3 separate regions of the Sus scrofa genome follow, and all the other regions are linked to region 2. The links are chromatin contacts, called in public Hi-C and HiChIP or PLAC-seq maps. All regions are on one chromosome and are shown on one strand. Each heading gives the region's core, a stretch centred on a gene start, on an enhancer-like site or on the middle of the called end of the contact. The rest is flanking DNA. Distances are from core to core; before and after follow the strand shown.

Region 1 (2,985 bases), core at 351-2,850, 230 kb before region 2:
TAAGGACGGCGTAAACAAGTTGCAGGAAAAGCAGCCCCGCGCCTTCACCACCTCCGCCCGCCGCCCCGGCGCGGCTGCCGCCGCCGCCGCCGCCGCCCGCCGCTACCGCCGCCGCGGCCGCCGCCTCCCGACACACGCCCGCGCCCGCACCCGGGCCGGCGCTGCGCGGCACGGCGCGGGGCGAACGCCGCGACGGCGCGGGCTCCCGGCCCGGCCCGCGGCCCGCGCCCTCCTCGGCGCGGACGGCCGCGGCGGGCCCGCGCCGCCTCGCTTCCCGAAGCACTTTCCTGCCTCGGGCAGAAATAAACCGGAGGGTTTATTTTTGTGCAACTTTCCCAAAATGGCGGAAATTGGAGCTGATCTATATGAAATTCTCACACAGTCGGTCGGGAAGGGGGAGGCGGCGAGGAAGAAAACGCAAACTCTCGGCCGCCGAGCCCGCCGCGGGTCCGTGAGTGTGTGCGTGCGTGTGAGTGTGCGTGTGCGCGGTGGGAGTCGGGGAGGCCTTTCCGCCGCGCACACACACACACAGCACACGCCGGGGAGACGCGCCTGCACATTCAACCAGTCCATTCTCCGCAGCCAGAGCGGGGAGAAAGTGGCCCGGCCTCTTTTCCCACTGCCTCGGTCTCCCGTACTTGTACTTCTCGCGCTCGCTCGCCCGCTCTCCGGTGCGCGCCCGGCACAAAGGCCACACGGGCGGAGGGGGCCGCAGGGGCGGCGCGCGGGGCTCGCGCCTCCCGCCGCACCGATCCGCGGCCCCGGCCGCCCCCGCGCTCCCCCCACCCCCGGCAGCGCCCCCCGCCTGGGCCGCCGCGCTCGCCGCCCGGGCTGCGGCTCCGCGGCGCCCACTCGGGCACGCACCCCGGCGGAGCCCGGCGCCGCCGCGCTCCCCCACCCCGCGCCCGGTGTCATGAAAGCGACCAAAGTGACAAGCTCGGGGGGCGCGGGGGAGGGGGCCCACACGCATCCCGCCGCCTGCGCGCGGGCGAGAGCCCGACGCGGCCGCCTCGCCCCGGCTCCCTTCCGCACGGCCCCCCACACCCTTCCCCGTGTGCGCGCAAAGGAAAAAATACAAGTCTCTCCTCCCCCCATTTTTTCCTTTCTCTTTTCTCTCTCTTTTGTTCCTCTTTCACACTCGCACTCACTACTTAAGAGTGAGATGCCCAGAGACTCCCCCTCCAGCCGTTTCCGAGTCACTTGCCCACTTTTTTCCCCGGGATTAAGTTTTCTCCTCTTTCCCAGAGGCGCAGAGAAGTGGGGGAGAAACCCCTTCTGTCCTTTCCCCTCCCCTGATCTGTTTCACAAGACGAGGGTGCGCTTCCTTCTCTCTATAGGTCTCTTAACTTTCATCCTCCCCCAGAAAAATAAATGAATGGCTTTTGCACGGACAAATCTTCATATTAATTAGAGATTAGATCCGATCAACCGCTTCTTACCCCCAAATTTTCTCTTTTTTTTTTCTCCGTCTCACGAGTAGTCCTGACAAATGGTCCAGGGCTGCGGGCGCAGTGCGCATGTGCGCGTAGAGTCAGGGCTGGGGAGAGGGGGAAACTGCGCTGGTGCCTGTGCCGCCGCCGCCGCCGCTGCCGGGGAGGCTCGCTCTGGCTTCCCTGTTAATGCTGCTGCGCCTTCGCCACTGGAAAGCAGCAATAAAGCCGGTTGGCAAATGCAGCAGCCCGCAGATACTGTTTCAGGTGCATCTTTTCAATATCCTTGTCACCGGCTCAGGGCTGGTTCAAGAACAATCAAAACAAATATGAAAGACTGCTAAGATTATAGATTTCTTTGTCTATTTTTCACTTTACTTTTTTAAAAAGGCATTTCTCTGAGCAGCTAATCCACCATGTACTGTTAAACGTCTGCTTTCAGCCATTCAAGAGTGGGCCACAGCCTTATACAAACACAACCCAAAAAGGCTAAACGCGTGCTACAGGTCATGAAAAATAAGAAATAAAGTTTTAAGCTTCTAGGCTATAGAACCTCCCCCCTCTTTGAGGACTGGAAGAATGCGTTATAAAGTGTGCATATAAAACTTGCGCGTGCCTTGCGTTTCCTAAGTGTTGGTCTTTATTGACAGCTTAAACATGTTAGGCCTCGGTTGTGAAATATGTTGGGATTCGTATGTCAACTTGGAAATCAGTGTTAAAGTCCCTTGACAATAAGCAGGTCGGCCGTGGACTACCCTCTGAACGTATTCAGTCAAGATGGCTGAGCAGTCCTAAACAGCAAAACCTGCTTTGTTAAGGCATCAAAACTAATCAAGCAAGAGTATTGTATTTCTGTATTGACAGCTTTCCACTTATTGACTGCAGGCTTCTTTTTTGGGCAGTTCACCATGCTCCTTTTCTACTAGATGCAAGTACTTAGAAAATAATTCAAGAAATTGAAGTTGTAATAAATATGTTTACCTTCATAACAGAGTTTGCGAGAAAAAAAAAAAGTAGCACTCATAATTTCAGAAATGGTGGAAGCAAGTCTTACATTTCACAGGAGTGGGGAGACAAAGTAAGGCCCCACTACTCAGAGTGGAGTATTTAGTTTGTATCTAATAAAGGGTAAAGGAGGCCCTTTTCCGAAATTGCTGCCTGAGGTCTAGAATTTAAATATATCACAGATGGAAATTCTGCTTTAAAAAATCCTTCCTCAAAATGTAAGTAATAATATTCTTGATTGAATTTTTTCACTTAAGGAATGTTCCTTGAACCAGTTTCAGAAAATAAACTGTTAAATTCTTTCCTTAGGACCATGAAATTACCCTAGAGAAGCAGACCACCCGACTATGTCGTGTGTTGGTACAGTGACCGAATTCTCCAAACCAAAAACCAGGACATAGGGCTTGACATGTACTCAAGACAAAGAAACGAACTCTGTGAAGCTGAAATGAGTTTATAGAGTATGCTTCATTTGTTGGGCAACCAGTGGTTTAAGGGTGCAAAGTGGGAAGGCTGGGTTAGTGAGAGCTATAGGTAATCTCATTGATTT
Region 2 (2,700 bases), core at 75-2,574:
CTGAGGCTTAAGGGGGTAAAGTAATAAGCCCACGGTCCTTTGGGACTGATGGGAGAAGCCTGGTCTGTCTGATTCTTAAGGTCCCACTTGGAACCGTGTCAAATGTGGCTTTCCCTTGAGATACATGTGGCATTTGAGAGCCAGACCTATGCCATGTCGTGAATTAATTGAAATAGTCTTTAGATGTCCTCTGATGCTCTCCTCTTTCTGTCTGTACTCCAGGGTCCTAACCTCCCCTGGGACAGGCCCATTGCTTTCCTAGAGAAGCTTAGTGTAAAACACTTAACAATAAAAACAAAAAAGCTCTTTTAGGCGATCCCTTGTGGGGTAGTGGATTAAGGATCAGGCATTGTCCCCGCAGCAGCTTGGATCACTACTGTGGCGTGGGTTAGATCCCTGGCCCAGGAATTTCTACATGCCATGGGTGCGGCCAAAAAAAAAAAAAGGAAAAAGAAAAGCTATTTGACCTGTGCTTGTGATCCCTTGAAGTTAACATGATGCTTGCACCCAGGCTCTAATGTTACTAATCAGGTAAAGTGAACTGTTATTTTGGCTGCACTCAGGCCATGCAGAGGTTCCCGGACCAGGCATCAAACCTGCACCATAGCTGTGACCCAAGCCACAGCAGTGGCCATGCCAAATCCTGAACCGCTAGGCCACCAGGCAACTCCTACAGGGAACGTTTGATGTGTTGGGGCTGCTTTCTTAGATTTGAATACAGGTCCTCTTATTCAACTCCAAAACGGTGTGCAGCTCTCATGTATGGTGATTAACCTTCTTGATTGCCTTAATTATGAGAGGACGACATAAGTTATAAAAAAATCTCAGGCAGGGAGTTCCCATTGTGGCGCAGTGTTTAGCGAATCCGACTGGGAACCATGAGGTTGTGGGTTTGATCCCTGGCCTTGCTCAGTGGGTTAAGGATCTGGCATTGCTGTGAGCTGTGGTGTAGGTTGCAGACGCGGCTTGGATCCCACATTGCTGTGGCTCTGGTGTAGGCTACAGCTCCTATTCGACCCCTAGCCTGGGAACCTCCATATGCTGCAGCAGCGGCCCTAGAAAAGGCAAAAAGACAAAAATTTTTTTTGTCTTTTTGTCAAAAACAAACAAACAAACAAACAAAAAAAAACTCAGGCAGGAAAATACATTTTTCTTAGTTTCCAGATTGACCATGATAGGGCAGCAGGAGCCTTCCTACTTAGGTGCTGGCCTTGTGTCTAAGAAAGTCATCCATAAGTTAACATTTGATAGTTGCTTGGGGTGGATAGGTGAAAGATGACTATGAAATACGTTATTTTGGCATGAGCTCACGGGAGGCCTCAGAAAACAGGATGTGGTTGATGGTCTGCTAAACCTGCTTTGTGATGAGCTAGGTGAAACTAAGCAAGCCTCTTAACCTCTGTAGTCTCAGAACCTCGTCTGTAAAAGGTGAGGCGTGGGATTTGATGTGCTTCAAGTCTTTCTAAGCTCTAACCTTCTAGGATTTTTTTTTTTTTTTTTTTTTTTTTTTTAGGCTCCACACCTGAAGAGAGTAATCAAAAGTAGGGCATGCAATTTTAATCAAAGCCCCAAATTATTTCAGGACAGTGTTGTTATAATTAATATTCAAACGTTCTTAGAGATACTCAGATGAAAGCTCAAAAGGAAAGATGATCATGGCTTAGCACATTCAATGAGTAATTAATTGCAGACAGCTAACGCTCTTCCTCCCGCTGTCCTGCCCCTTCAGGGGCATAGGAGTAGGATGAGCTGTAAAAGTGACTCAGATTCTTCCTGGCACGCCTAAAACAGAGCCGAAGGAAATTTCTGATGTGATTTAGCATGTGTACTTTTTCTATCCTTGTTAATTATTGTGAAATAGAATCTGCTTAGTCTCTAACAGTCCTTCTAACCTCATTTGTAATTCTGAGCGGTCTGATAACATCCTCTGTCAACAGTGTCAAATACATTTCGCAAATTTCATTTCACGGGGAAGCTCGTAGGTAGTACCCCATCTCTCTCCTGCTTCCTCAGTTCTTTATTTATTGCGTCTGTATGATCTCACTTTTATGTGGATTCTAAAAAACCAGCAGCAAAAAACAGAACTCATAGAAACAGACGAGATTGGTGGTTATCGGGGGTGAGGGAAATGCATGAAGGGAGTCAAAAGGTTCTAACTTCCGGGTATAAGATAAATCAATCCTAGAGTGGTAATGAACAGTATGGTGACTGTATTAATAATACTGTATTGTATATTTTAAAGTTGTAAAGAGGATAGATCTTCAAAGTTCTCATCTTAAAAAAATTGTAACTCTATGAGGTGGTGGATATTAACAAATTGTGGTCATTTACTGTGTATACATGTATCACATCATTCTGTTGTACACCTTAAACTAGGACAGTGTTATATGTTGGTTATATCTCAATAAAATCTGGGGGAAAAATTAGAGCAGATGTTGGCTTGGTCTGAAAACAAGCTTACCTAATTTTCTTTTTCCTTATGGGGATGCTGGACAATGACGATAAAAATTCACTTCGTCCCAGTAAAAGTTTAAAGTAGTTTAAACTTCACGGTTCAGTGGTCCAAAGTGGAAACTAGAATTAGAGGGGATTGGACTGGAAGAGGTCGTAGAAATTACTTGTTGATCTTTTCTTTCTTTTCACATAGGAGGGAACTAAGACCAGAGAAGGTAGGCGTTTGGTAGGGGTCACATGACAGGT
Region 3 (2,751 bases), core at 171-2,670, 150 kb after region 2:
GGTGTGTAGAATGTGGCTAAGATAGGGACATCTGGCCCAGGGACTGATTTCTGGTCCATTCTCTGCCTGTTAGCCTTGCCTTTGACACAGGACATCCATGACCCAGAAAGAGGAATTCAATGGTTTTTTTTTGTTTTGTTTTGTTTTCCTTATTCACCTAAAGGTGCCCATCAGCATGATAACCCAGGCTAATAGAACTAATAAAGCAATAATGTTTTAATCATCTATCTAAATGATCAGACCTGAGAGTTCCCATTGTGGCTAAGTAGATTATGAACCTCATCAGTGTCCTTGAGGATGCAGATTCGATCCCTGGTCTCACTCAGTAGGTTAAGGATCCGACATTTGCTGTGAGCTGTGGCTAGGCCAGCGGCAGGTGCAGGCCTAAAAAGCATTAAAAAAAAAAAAAAAAAAAAAATCAGACCTAGGTTCCAGTTACCAGCACCTCATAGGCCCCTTTGCTATCCTGCTGTGCTGCTGAAAACCTTTAGGTGTAAAATCCTAGTTTGTTAATGAATTCTACGAACAGTAAGGTGATTGAAAATAAGTCTAAATAGCTGTGAAAGTCACCACAATGACATGAAATAAATTTAGTAAGTTTAGATCAGCCAAAAAGAGAAAAAAATAAAGAATGGTCATTATAAGGTGGAACTTGAAAGACACATCATTTACTTTCTGCATTCAAATGTGTTCTGATAGTTGTGGGAGGGACTGCTAATCCCAATATGGTTACTGATGGGTGAGTTTGGTCTTCAGTTCATTCTTGGATTTGCCTTTCAAGTCCCCAGCATATTCTTCTTCTTTTTTTTTAATCTGTTTAAAATTATATTTCTTGGAGTTCCCGTCGTGGCGCAGTGGTTAACGAATCCGACTAGGAACCATGAGGTTGCCGGTTCAATCCCTGGCCTTGCTCAGTGGGTTAAGGATCCGGTGTTGCCGTGAGCTGTGGTGTAGGTCGCAGACGAGGCTCGGATCTCACGTTGCTGTGGCTCTGGCGTAGGCCTGTGGCTATGGCTCTGATTCGACCCCTAGCCTGGGAACCTCCATATGTTGCGGGAAGCAGCCCTAGAAAAGGCAAAAGGAAAAAAAATATATATTTCTTAAAAATATTAAGTGATTTTAATTTTAGCATGTAAGGTTCCTGGGAGCACAGTCATATAAATAAGGTGGAAAATACTTTTTGGGGGGTAAAATATTGGAAAATGCGCACAAGTAATTTTCCTAATTTACTTAAGCTTTAGTAGCTTAATCAGCCAGCTCTGATGAAGGTTTCAAACAAGATTTCTAATAATAGAAACATTGAAGCAAGTATACCATTTGTACAAGAGCATAAGCCATTTAAATTTAGTTCTCTAAAGGAGAAGGGAAACTTCATCACAAAGTAATTTCAGGAAGTTGAATGCAGACTTGCTCCGTTTTTCCTGTCCTGGTGCCACTCCTTCAGTGGCTGTTTGGAGGGACAGGATCACGTGCATGTCTTGTGTAGACTATTTTTACAGCACATCTAACGAAGGGTTTGGAGGGACCGTGTGAAACACTGTGTCCCAGTTTAAATCTAAAGCAACAGGTGTCTTTGGGCAGGTTACTCGACCAGGAGTTTTTTCTTTTTTTAACACCTTGGATTATTGTGCATCTGGACCAGTGATCATACCTACCTTTGGCTTAGACTGTCTGTCTGTTTATTTATATATTTTAGGGCTGCACCCTTGGCACATGGAGGTTCCCAGGCCAGGGGTCCTATCAGAGCTATAGCCGCCGGCCTACACCACAGCCACACCAACACCAGATCTGGACCGCATCTACAATGTGCACCACAACTCACAGCAATGCCAGATCCTTAACGCACTGAGCGAGGCCAGGGATCAAACCCGTGTCTTCGTGGATGCTAGTGAGATTCGTTTCAACTGAGCCACGATGAGAACTCCCCGACTTAGTCTTTAACAAAGACTGATGTGAAGATATCAATGGTGAATCTATGTTAATATATTATCGGCACGTGTTTAGCGTTTTTGTGGTTTTAGGAAGTTCATTGTATACATTGTCTTGCTTCATCCCAGCAGGGTTGGGAGGTTAGTTTCCCCATTTTGTGAATTAGAAGGCTTTAAAGAGCAGGGATGCCAAAAAAAAGGAAAGAAAAGGCAAAAAATACACATGACTAATAAGTAACTGTGCTGGGACTAGGTTTTCAGAGAGTAGGTCCAGTGATACTAATATATAACAATGGACTGGTGATAGATACTTTTTCAAAAGGACTGTCCTTGATAAAGAGAAGATACATCTGAAGATGAAGTTCTTTCAGCAGGGGCTAGGCTAACATTTTATTAGTTTCATATCCACACACACACTTACTGATTCTAATATTCTGATAGTAGTATTTTGAATAACTTTATTGAATCATGCATACCACATTTAAGTGGTTTATTACCTAATCTCTGTAATTTATGCTTGTAAAGAAAGAGATACACTAGTCTGTGAATAATTATTCTGGTCTCTGGAACAAAATTAAATATTTTTTCCAAACCTTACCAATTAATCTTTTGTCCTCATTTGAGGAGGTATTTTTTTCTATATAACCTCATGCTTGGATTACAGTTTAACTTGCTGAGCACTGTACAGGAAATTAGATACATAAATCTCATTGTTAGATATTAAGGCTTCAGTTTGTTTCAAATTTGGGAGTGTCTGTGTCAGCTAAACTTGATTCAAGGTCAACCTGTTAGCACTGAAAGGAATCTTTCCCCCTGAAATCCT

The links. A called contact is a pair of places that touch in the nucleus more often than the background predicts. HiChIP or PLAC-seq counts read pairs in DNA pulled down with a chosen protein or histone mark.
Region 1: an H3K27ac HiChIP or PLAC-seq map of alveolar macrophages shows a contact between it and region 2. The contact joins the promoter of L3MBTL3 here to the enhancer-like site in region 2. A contact is called at or near these places in 1 of 5 promoter capture datasets (liver), 4 of 47 Hi-C or Micro-C datasets (embryonic fibroblasts, fetal skeletal muscle, retroperitoneal adipose tissue and 1 more) and 2 of 2 datasets of contacts at active chromatin or transcription factors (alveolar macrophages and skeletal muscle).
Region 3: a contact with region 2 is called in a Hi-C map of alveolar macrophages, with 2.8 times the contacts expected there. The contact joins two enhancer-like sites. A contact is called at or near these places in 1 of 5 promoter capture datasets (fetal liver), 13 of 47 Hi-C or Micro-C datasets (alveolar macrophages, brain, embryonic fibroblasts and 8 more) and 1 of 2 datasets of contacts at active chromatin or transcription factors (alveolar macrophages).

The regions. Positions count from the first base shown.
Region 1 is chr1:33,317,877-33,320,861 of Sscrofa11.1, forward strand. L3MBTL3 (lethal(3)malignant brain tumor-like protein 3) reads right to left here and starts at 1,601. Exons shown (of 23, transcript XM_021088384.1): 1 at 1,440-1,601.
Region 2 is chr1:33,544,852-33,547,551 of Sscrofa11.1, forward strand. The region is part of intron 1 of ARHGAP18 (rho GTPase-activating protein 18); the gene reads left to right. Among named protein-coding and RNA genes, the nearest start is that of ARHGAP18, 18 kb to the left of the region's middle. Within about 2 kb of position 1,325, at least 15 of the 83 cell types and tissues checked have an H3K27ac peak or open chromatin away from gene starts, as enhancers often do. A contact at or near this core is called in alveolar macrophages, where this site is marked.
Region 3 is chr1:33,690,456-33,693,206 of Sscrofa11.1, forward strand. The region is part of intron 10 of ARHGAP18 (rho GTPase-activating protein 18); the gene reads left to right. Among named protein-coding and RNA genes, the nearest start is that of ARHGAP18, 160 kb to the left of the region's middle. Within about 2 kb of position 1,421, at least 7 of the 83 cell types and tissues checked have an H3K27ac peak or open chromatin away from gene starts, as enhancers often do. A contact at or near this core is called in alveolar macrophages, where this site is marked.